Linked DNA regions of Sus scrofa: all the other regions are linked to region 1. A link is a contact called in public promoter capture Hi-C data. All regions are on one chromosome and are shown on one strand. The core of a region is the stretch at or near the end of the contact, and the rest is flanking DNA. Distances in the headings are between cores, read along the strand shown. Region 1 holds the start of HSPA4 (heat shock 70 kDa protein 4). Region 2 holds the start of SKP1 (S-phase kinase-associated protein 1). Region 3 holds the start of PPP2CA (protein phosphatase 2 catalytic subunit alpha).

Region 1 (2,700 bases), core at 188-2,687:
ATATATGATGTATCAAATATGAGAATCTAACAAATATGAAACTTCAAAAAAATTTTGTCCGAAAGGAAAACAATAGATTGAAACATATCTCTAGGAATTCAAAAAGTAGACTCTTAACTCTAACCAAGGAAAGGCCTGGGTGAGTCATGATTTTTTTAGCGCTGTGTCTATACTGGTCCCATAACTTACTATAGGTTCTAAAAGTCGAAGTGAGCCCCTGAGTCATTCATTAACAATTGCGGCCAACACCCCGGATGGAATGCATTACCCTGAGAATGGAACGCTGTTAAGGGTGGATGCATACAGAATGATAACAGAAAATGACCCAACGTGGTTCAATTTACTGAAACGACGTAAAAAATCAAAGTGAATGCAAAGATATCCAAAAGCCATCAAATTTTATTAAATCCATTTCTGCTATCTTTCCGTGCCAACCCAACCTCAAGATCTCCGGTGCTCCGGCTCCCTCTCTTCCGGGCGCCACCCCACCCCCACTCACGTGGGACTCTGGGCGCTCTTAGGGCCGGCGACCGCCAGAACTCGTTCAACTCAACTAACTTTTATTAAGCGCCTGCTGTGTGCAAAACTCCGAACTCTGCGCTGGGCTGAAGAAACGTCAGTACTCCCTGCGCCTATTATGTACTCTCTAAAAGAGGAGCTCGGTCCACCCCACATCCCAGGCCTGCCTTCCCCCCAACTTCTACTCAATACATCCGCAGGTCCAAGTATCCATTCACAGCCTTCCGCCAGCCGGCGGGCCACAGAAAAAAGGCCTCGCCCCTGCTGCAGACCCACACGGTGGTGGTCGCGGCCACCAGTGACCTAAAACCCAATGGAGGTGCCCTACCCACCACGGCCTCGGCTCGGAACGGAGATTACTGCCCGGCCCACGTTCCCCAAACCGCGAGTGGCACAGACCAGAACAAGTGCTACCTCCCCACCCCCCAGTGCACGCGACTGGCCTGGCCCACACTCACGGCGTGCAGCGGTCGCTGTACTCATTAGCGATCGTTTCGATGCCACCGGCGCGGGCTACGGCGACGTAGCAGCTCTGGAACCCAAGGTCTATGCCCACCACCGACATGGCGCCGGCTACAGCTCGGGCTCGAGCCCCGGTCCGGCCGGCAAGACAGGACACGGACCCCGGCGGGGCTGGCGCGCGGAAAGACGGCCGTGTGGGCCGGGGAACCCGGGCTAGTTGGGGAAGTGAGGGTGACCACACGAGCCCCTCGGTTCTTAGAAGGAGAGCCGCGGCGGAGGGCACTGCTCAGACCGGCTCCGGCTCAGCGGCCGCAGAAGGTGCGCCGGTAGCGGGGGCGGAGAAGATCTCGAAAGATCTCGTTGCGACGAGAGTAAAGCTGCAGCGCGAGAACTGCGACGAGATGTTCTCGCGAGACCCCGGCACAGCTGCTTTTCCTTCTGAAGCCCCGCCCCCCGGTTGCGTACATGTTTACGTCACGTCCGGACCCAAAAACCTGGGAAGGGACTAAGCCGCAGAAAAGATGGTAGAGAGGCGGGGCTGGCCAATTGAGCCTGCGCACAGAACCGGCAGCCGCGCTCCTCGCGGCGGCGCGGAACCGAGAAGCAGCTCCTCTTCCAGAAGGAAATAGGAGCGCCGGTTTGAGGCAAAATACTGAGCAAGCGCTGTTGGCCTACTTCCGCCGTTTTTCTTTATTTCAGAGAAAGTTCCGGTTGTGGCACCTCCCGCGCCCCATCTTGTATTGAGCCCGGTAAAATGGGACCGCGCACTAATCCTCAAAGTTGGGAGAGCCTGGTCATCTCGCCTTGGTGGGGTCTGGTGTGTAGAAGAAAAGATTGCTGTTGGGCCCGGGCCCTGAACAGAGGTTTAGTTCAGGTTCTGTTAAAATCAGAGACAGCGCCCTTTGCGAAGGAGGGGAGGAAGTGACTCTCAATCCCACTGCCTTGATTTTTTTTCCCTCAGTCTTGCACCGTTTTCTAAACCGGTCCTGTCCTTAGATGCAGTTGCACCTAAAGGACCTACTGCACTTTAGCCTTTCAATCCCCAACCCATTTTAAGCACCTGTCTTGAACTGGATGCAAGAAACACGCATTCATAGGTACGTTCAGACATATCGGTAGCGCCAGGATTACATGAAGCAGGCACTCTCCCCTGCAGGGGCACCTGGGTAAGCAGGGAGTTGCGGAGAGTTATGATGTGTTCCTGGTATAGAGAGGAAGCCAGCTGGCAATCAGGAAGCAACTCTACGTAATGAGCATTTCTAATAAATCGCTTGAAGAAGTCTTAGAATACCAGGAATCTGAATCTCTGTGTCTCCAGTAATTTGATATGATTTCTTGTTCTAAGTATCTATTTTATGATTTTTTAAGGGCCCCCAACATTGTGTAAGCTTCAACCCCACAAAACCTGAATCCAACCAGTAACAGGAGTAGCTAAACAAGTAAATGGGATCCCCGTACAGGGTGGCAACTGTTACAACACAGAATGCTGGACACTAGGAAAAATAAAAGGCTGCTTTCAAGTTAGAAAAAAAGTAATAGCTAGCTAGTCTGGGTTGAAAAGAACTGCAGGAAGTACTGCTACTAGGTAGGCTGAATTGAAGACCTCCATCTCAGAGCTCAATCAATTATATTGGACCACTTAATAAAGTGGATAAACAAAGACAAAAGTAAATTTTCCCAAACCTCTGCGTTTGCTGTGTCAATGAAAAATCAATTACT
Region 2 (2,700 bases), core at 40-2,539, 1.1 Mb before region 1:
TCTGGCACTGCCCAGTCCTGCTTAGGATGCTCAACTAGGCTACAAGGTGGCCCTTATATGCCACAGGCAGGGGAGCAAAGGGGATCTAGTGGGCCTTAACTAAGAGACCAGAAGCTGGAGCTGCTTAGGGCAGGGCAGGCTTGTGGAGAAAAAGTCTGAGAGCTGTAGGTCCTTTCATCTTCCCGACATCAGCTGTGGCACCTGGCAGACACTGGATACCACAGCTTGGAGACAAAGACCTGGTAACCCAAGGAGCTGCTTGGTCTCCCTGCCCAGTCCCATCTCAGAAGAGCTGCAGGCTTCTGATTTCTTTAGGGGGCCCTGTGTGGAAGTGTCCTTTGTCTCCTTGGCGTCAGGAATACCATCACGTGCCTGCTGGTTAGGTGAGCCTGGCGCCTTAGTCTCCTCCAGAGGGGTGGCATTGTTCTCTAAACAGAGCAGGGTAGAGCAGGTCAAAGTCCCTGACTGGAGAGGGTGGGAGTGGGAATTTGCAGACTAACCCCTTTCCCTTGAGGGTTGGTTTCATCTTAGGGACCCTAACACAGCCTTTAGGGAGCATCCCACACAAGGGCTCTCTGCAGGCTGGACTCTGGCTGCCTCGTTCGCTGCCGAATTCCTAGCACCCATCACCTCGCCCTCCCCCCACCCAATACACTTTTGCTAACTTGGGGTTTCCCTGAAACAGTGGTTACTTTGGATTGGAGGCCTCTTCAGAAGTCGATAGGAAATCAGAGTTGAGAGTATCAAACAATCCTTGCTCTGCCACTGAACCGTTTTGAACCTGTTCCCTCACAAGTCAAAGAGAAAAGGGTAATGGTATTTCTTCTTCTTTTTTTTTTTTTGTCTTTTTGTCTTTCTAGGGCCGCACCCAAGGCATACGGAGGTTCCCTGGCTAGGGGTCGAATCGGAGCTGTAGCCACCGGCCTACACCAGAGCCACAACGTGGGATCCGAGTCGCGACTGTGACCTACACCACAGCTCATGGCCACTCCAAATCCTTAACCCACTGAGCGAGGCCAGGGATCGAACCCGAAACCTCATGGTTTCTAGTCGGATTCGTTAACCACTGAGCCACGAGGGGAACTCCTGATATTTCTTCTTATGCATTATTGTGGAGAGTGAGCTAACTCATGTAGGGTTCAGGGGAGGACACTGAGGCCCTGAGCAAAATCTCACAGCGCTGGCTGCAAAGATCAGCGCCCTTTCTTTCTCAGAGTCCCAGTTTCCCCATCATGAAAAGGAGCTGCAGCCCCTCCCAAACACCACCCCTAACACAGACGCCTCTCCCTCCCCACTCCGCCCCTCTCTCCCCGCTACTCCCCGCGCTCTCCCTCCCGGCCCCTCGCTCCAGGTTTCTAGGCTTTTCGGGACTGGGGTCTTTAATTCGACTTAGGCCAGCTCCCGCCTGAAAGACCCTTGCAGGCCGTGGAGTATCTGAGCCAGTCCCCCGTTTCCGCTTTGAGGGGAGTGAGCGCCGCTTTCGAGGGAAGGGGTGAGACTCAAGGCCCGCCGCGCCTCGCCCCGCCGGTCTGCGCCTGCCGTCAGGCGATCTCGGCGGCCAGCCCTGCCGTCTCTGTGACGTCACGGGCCCCGGGGTCCTCGGCGCCTGCGCCCGCTGCTATAAAGGCGACGCCGCGCCACTCGGTTGAAGTCGCCTTGTGCGTCGCTTTTCTGTCTCTCCGGTTGCGGACACCGCCCTTCTCTCGTCAGCCTCCGGCCCGCCATCTCCTTGAGCCCAAACACCGTGAGTACCCGCCGCCTGAGCTGAAAGGGGGCGGTGGCGCCGCAGATTGCGAGCCGCGGGCCGCCCCGCTGCGGCTTTGGCCTTGCTCGAAACGGCAGGCACCTGGGCCTGGCCTTCCCTCAGGCCCGGTGAAAGCCGTCGTCGACCCCATTCTCCCGGAGGTGCCATTCACCTCCCACACCGCCCCTCGACTTGCCGAGGCCTCTTTTAGCCGCTAGTCTTCACCGCGCCCAGGCGGGCGGGAGGGAGAAGGTGTGAGCGGAACCGGGATTGGGCCTTCTCTGCGCGGGGCGACCCTCAGCCGTCGCGGAGCAAGGCTGCAGGCCCAGGCTGCGGCCGGGGCCTCCCTCGGCGGTTGAGCCCATCGGCCCCGGGAAGCCAGGGCGAGGGTGGTGGCGGGGCTTTTAATGGACTTCTCTGGGTCGTCGTGAGCATGGGCGTTTGTCCGTTTGTTGTTCGGGTGTCCCAGAGGAAGCGTGGTAGGGTCGTCCCGCAGCTGGATTCTTGGCTCTCAGTCTTTCTCGCCCCTGTGTCTGGCGTCACTCGTCCTGGTTAACTGCGCCGGAGCCGAATTTCGGCAGAGAGCTGCCTGCTCCTTCGGAATATTTGTCGCCCATTATTTTGCCACAGCCCGCGGTTGTTGAAGCAATTGTTGGAGTAGCAGGTGCCATCGCCACAGTGGTTTGGCTTTTAGGTGCACCAACTCCGTAAACTTACTAAGAGGTTTTCGAAGGGATAGGATGTTCACCTGCTTTGGTTTGCTTTTTAATGGAGACTAAAGGTTGGAGTTTGGGCTCATGAATGTTTTCATGAGAGCGTCACAGCAGAATGTTTGTGTGTCATAGAGCAACGCAGATTTCACTTTGCCCTATAAGAAGAAGTGTCAGAACTTCGGGTCACTTAAACAGGTTTTTTTTCTTTTATGATGTTTGATAGACCCCTCCTCCTGGAGGGTG
Region 3 (2,700 bases), core at 94-2,593, 1.2 Mb before region 1:
ACCCCATTGCTCCACATCCTCACCAACATTGGATGTTGACAGTTTTTGCCAAATGGGTGAGAGTCAAACCTGGAATCTGTGGTTTTCATTTCCCTGCTTACTACCCTTGTGTTACTGGCCATTCATCTTCCTGCTTTTGTGAAGGGCTCTTCTGCCTGTCTATCCCCAGATCATCCCAGGAAGTACACAAGCTCCGTCAGGGTAGGGTACCTCTGTTTGTATGACCCTTCTGTCCTTCGGGCATGAATCTTGAACATAACTGGCGGTGTACGGAGCCAAATATTTCTGCGAATGCAAGGACAACGGAATGCGGATACATTTCACGAATCTCGAAGAGATTTATAGCCAGAGGTCCGATCCTAGGGTATCTGAGCTTTCTTTAAAGCGCACATCACAGCCGCTTCTAACACTACCGGGTCTCAATCAGGACCGGTGCGTCCATCTCCTTGCGGTCTTCCCTCTAGAAAGAAGGCCTGAGTGGGCAGACGGTTGGTGGGGGTGGGGTCGGGGGCGTTTTCTTCTTCCCTTGGAGGCTCGGAGTCGGAGGAAAGCGCCCACCTAGGGGGGAAGGCCACAATGGCAAGACTGCAGCGGCGCCTGTGGAAGCCAGGAGCGCTAGGAGGCCCCAGCCATGGCGCTAGAAGAGACATCGAGGCCCGGGGACAGGTGTGTTGGGGAGTCAGGTGCACTGCGCAGTACTGCAGGTACACCCTCTTCCGCCTACGACTGACCTAATTACAAGGTGCTGGCCGCACCCGGAGGCAGGGGTGGCTACTCCAACCTGGCTACCACTCGGCGCCTGTTCCTGCTCCCAAGATGCAGCAATTCCAGTGCTGTTGTAGAATGGAGGAGCCACGGGGCCCAATTCTCGTTTCCGTGCTTTGGCAGTCGCCAGGTGAGGAGCCGAGGCGTATCACCTCAGGGAAAAAGTCTCCGGCAACAAGGAGCCACCCTCGCACCCCGGCTGCGCCTGCGCCTGGTCCGCAACTACACCCTGCAGGATTTAGTGCTCTAAGATTAGCCCACTTCCCAGCTATAAGCAAGGCCCCTGCTTGGACTCGGTCTTCCCTTCCCCCTCGGCCCCTCCCTTCTACAGGACCGCGCCCTAAAAGCGAAGGTGCCTGTTTCCAGCCGGCTACTTTACGCGCCTGCGCCCTGGCCCCTAGTTCCCGCCCCCGCTCGGGTCTGGCCGCAGATGAGAGCCGGCCCGGCAGTTGCGCAGCTCGTATCCCGGCGCTTCTACCCCTCCTCACCCCGCCACCTCCTGACGCCGGGCGTGACGTCACCACGCCGGCGGCCGCCATTACAGAGCCGAGCTCCAAGGCTAGAGCGAGCGGAGGAGGTCAGTGGCCGGTAGCCGAACACCGAGGGGCGAGTCAACCGGGCAGCGCTACTGCCGAGCAGCCTTCAGCAGCCACACAAGTACCCCGGGGGCCGACGGCAGCGTGTGCGTGTGGCCCGTGTGCGGGCGGCGGCGCGGGAGTAGCGCGGAGCGGCAGCCGGTTCGGGCGGGTGGCATCATGGACGAGAAGGTGTTCACTAAGGAGCTGGACCAGTGGATCGAGCAGCTGAATGAGTGCAAGCAGCTGTCCGAGTCCCAGGTCAAGAGCCTCTGCGAGAAGGTGAGCTGCACTCCGGCTTCGGGAGCCGGGGCGGGCCGAGCCCGCCGAGAAGGAAGCGGCCGCGGGGAGGGTGCAACATGGCGGAGGCCAGCGGCCCCGGCCCCCGAGCCTCCCAGACCGGCCCCCGGCGCGGCCCGGCGGCGGCTCCCGGACGACCCGGCGCCCCCTGCCTCCCGCGCAGGGATTGGTTGTCGCTGCCACCGCCGCCTAAAATGGCGCCGTTCACCCGACTCCGGGGCTTCAGAGCTTCCCGGCCTTGGCTGGAAGCGAAGTGGCTGGGGGAGGGTGCGGGGGAGCGGAGACCCTGCGAGTAAGGGTCAGGGACGGTTTTGATATCTGGGCACGAGGTCTTAGGTTCTACGGCCTGGGAATGGGGCCTGGGACTCTTCTGTGAGTTTGGTGGGAGGTTTCTTACTTGTACTCAGGCCGAATGCTTAGGTCCAGAGCTGTCCAGAGGGTCCCCCAGAGGCAAGCTTGTAGGCCGGATCCCGGGACCTATCTAATAAAGGTCACGCAGATTTAGCATCGTCTTGAGTGGTTTATGGTAAACCTCTCGAGCTGTGTTTTCCAGAGACTTATTAGTACATTTTTTCGAGAATTTTTAAATGAGCTTTTAATCTAAGTTTCAATGAAGGTCATGGTGGTAGTTATAGGGAGGAGTATAACTTATTTTTCATAGTTGGAAGAATTAGACATTTTGGTGAGTCATTCTACATAGGAGCTTTGGGATTGGAAATCAAGTGTCAGTTTAATCTCTGATTTATATGCTGACTCAAATTGGATAGTATGAAACCCTTCTTTAAGCTTAAGGTTCTTGGCATTTTGCCATTTGTTTTTTAAATGAGCAGCATAAACTGTTAAGACCAGCAGATTTTGTATCCTTGCTCTCTGCTGGAAAAGTTGTTAGTATATTTGTGACTTTAAGTAGTAAGTATGATATTAACAGCTGTTGATCGAGCTTTTGCTGTATTCCAGTCATTGTGTTTAGTGTTTAAATCCCACAAACGTTTAAAATGGAATGTTGTAGTCTGTTTTAGAAGTCCATTTTAAATGACCTAATTCTGATTTGTTTTTCCCA

The links. Promoter capture Hi-C pulls out the DNA fragments that hold promoters and counts their contacts.
Region 2: a promoter capture Hi-C map of liver shows a contact between it and region 1, with 4 times the contacts expected there. The contact joins the promoter of SKP1 here to the promoter of HSPA4 in region 1. A contact is called at or near these places in 1 of 5 promoter capture datasets (liver) and 1 of 2 datasets of contacts at active chromatin or transcription factors (alveolar macrophages).
Region 3: a promoter capture Hi-C map of fetal liver shows a contact between it and region 1, with 5 times the contacts expected there. The contact joins the promoter of PPP2CA here to the promoter of HSPA4 in region 1. A contact is called at or near these places in 1 of 5 promoter capture datasets (fetal liver) and 1 of 2 datasets of contacts at active chromatin or transcription factors (alveolar macrophages).

The regions. Positions count from the first base shown.
Region 1 is chr2:135,344,461-135,347,160 of Sscrofa11.1, reverse strand. It overlaps HSPA4 (heat shock 70 kDa protein 4), which reads right to left and starts at 1,437. Exons shown (of 19, transcript XM_005661654.3): 1 at 978-1,437. The coding sequence starts at 1,084.
Region 2 is chr2:136,474,953-136,477,652 of Sscrofa11.1, reverse strand. It overlaps SKP1 (S-phase kinase-associated protein 1), which reads left to right and starts at 1,289. Exons shown (of 6, transcript XM_021084761.1): 1 at 1,289-1,744.
Region 3 is chr2:136,521,273-136,523,972 of Sscrofa11.1, reverse strand. It overlaps PPP2CA (protein phosphatase 2 catalytic subunit alpha), which reads left to right and starts at 1,343. Exons shown (of 7, transcript NM_214366.1): 1 at 1,343-1,622. The coding sequence starts at 1,521.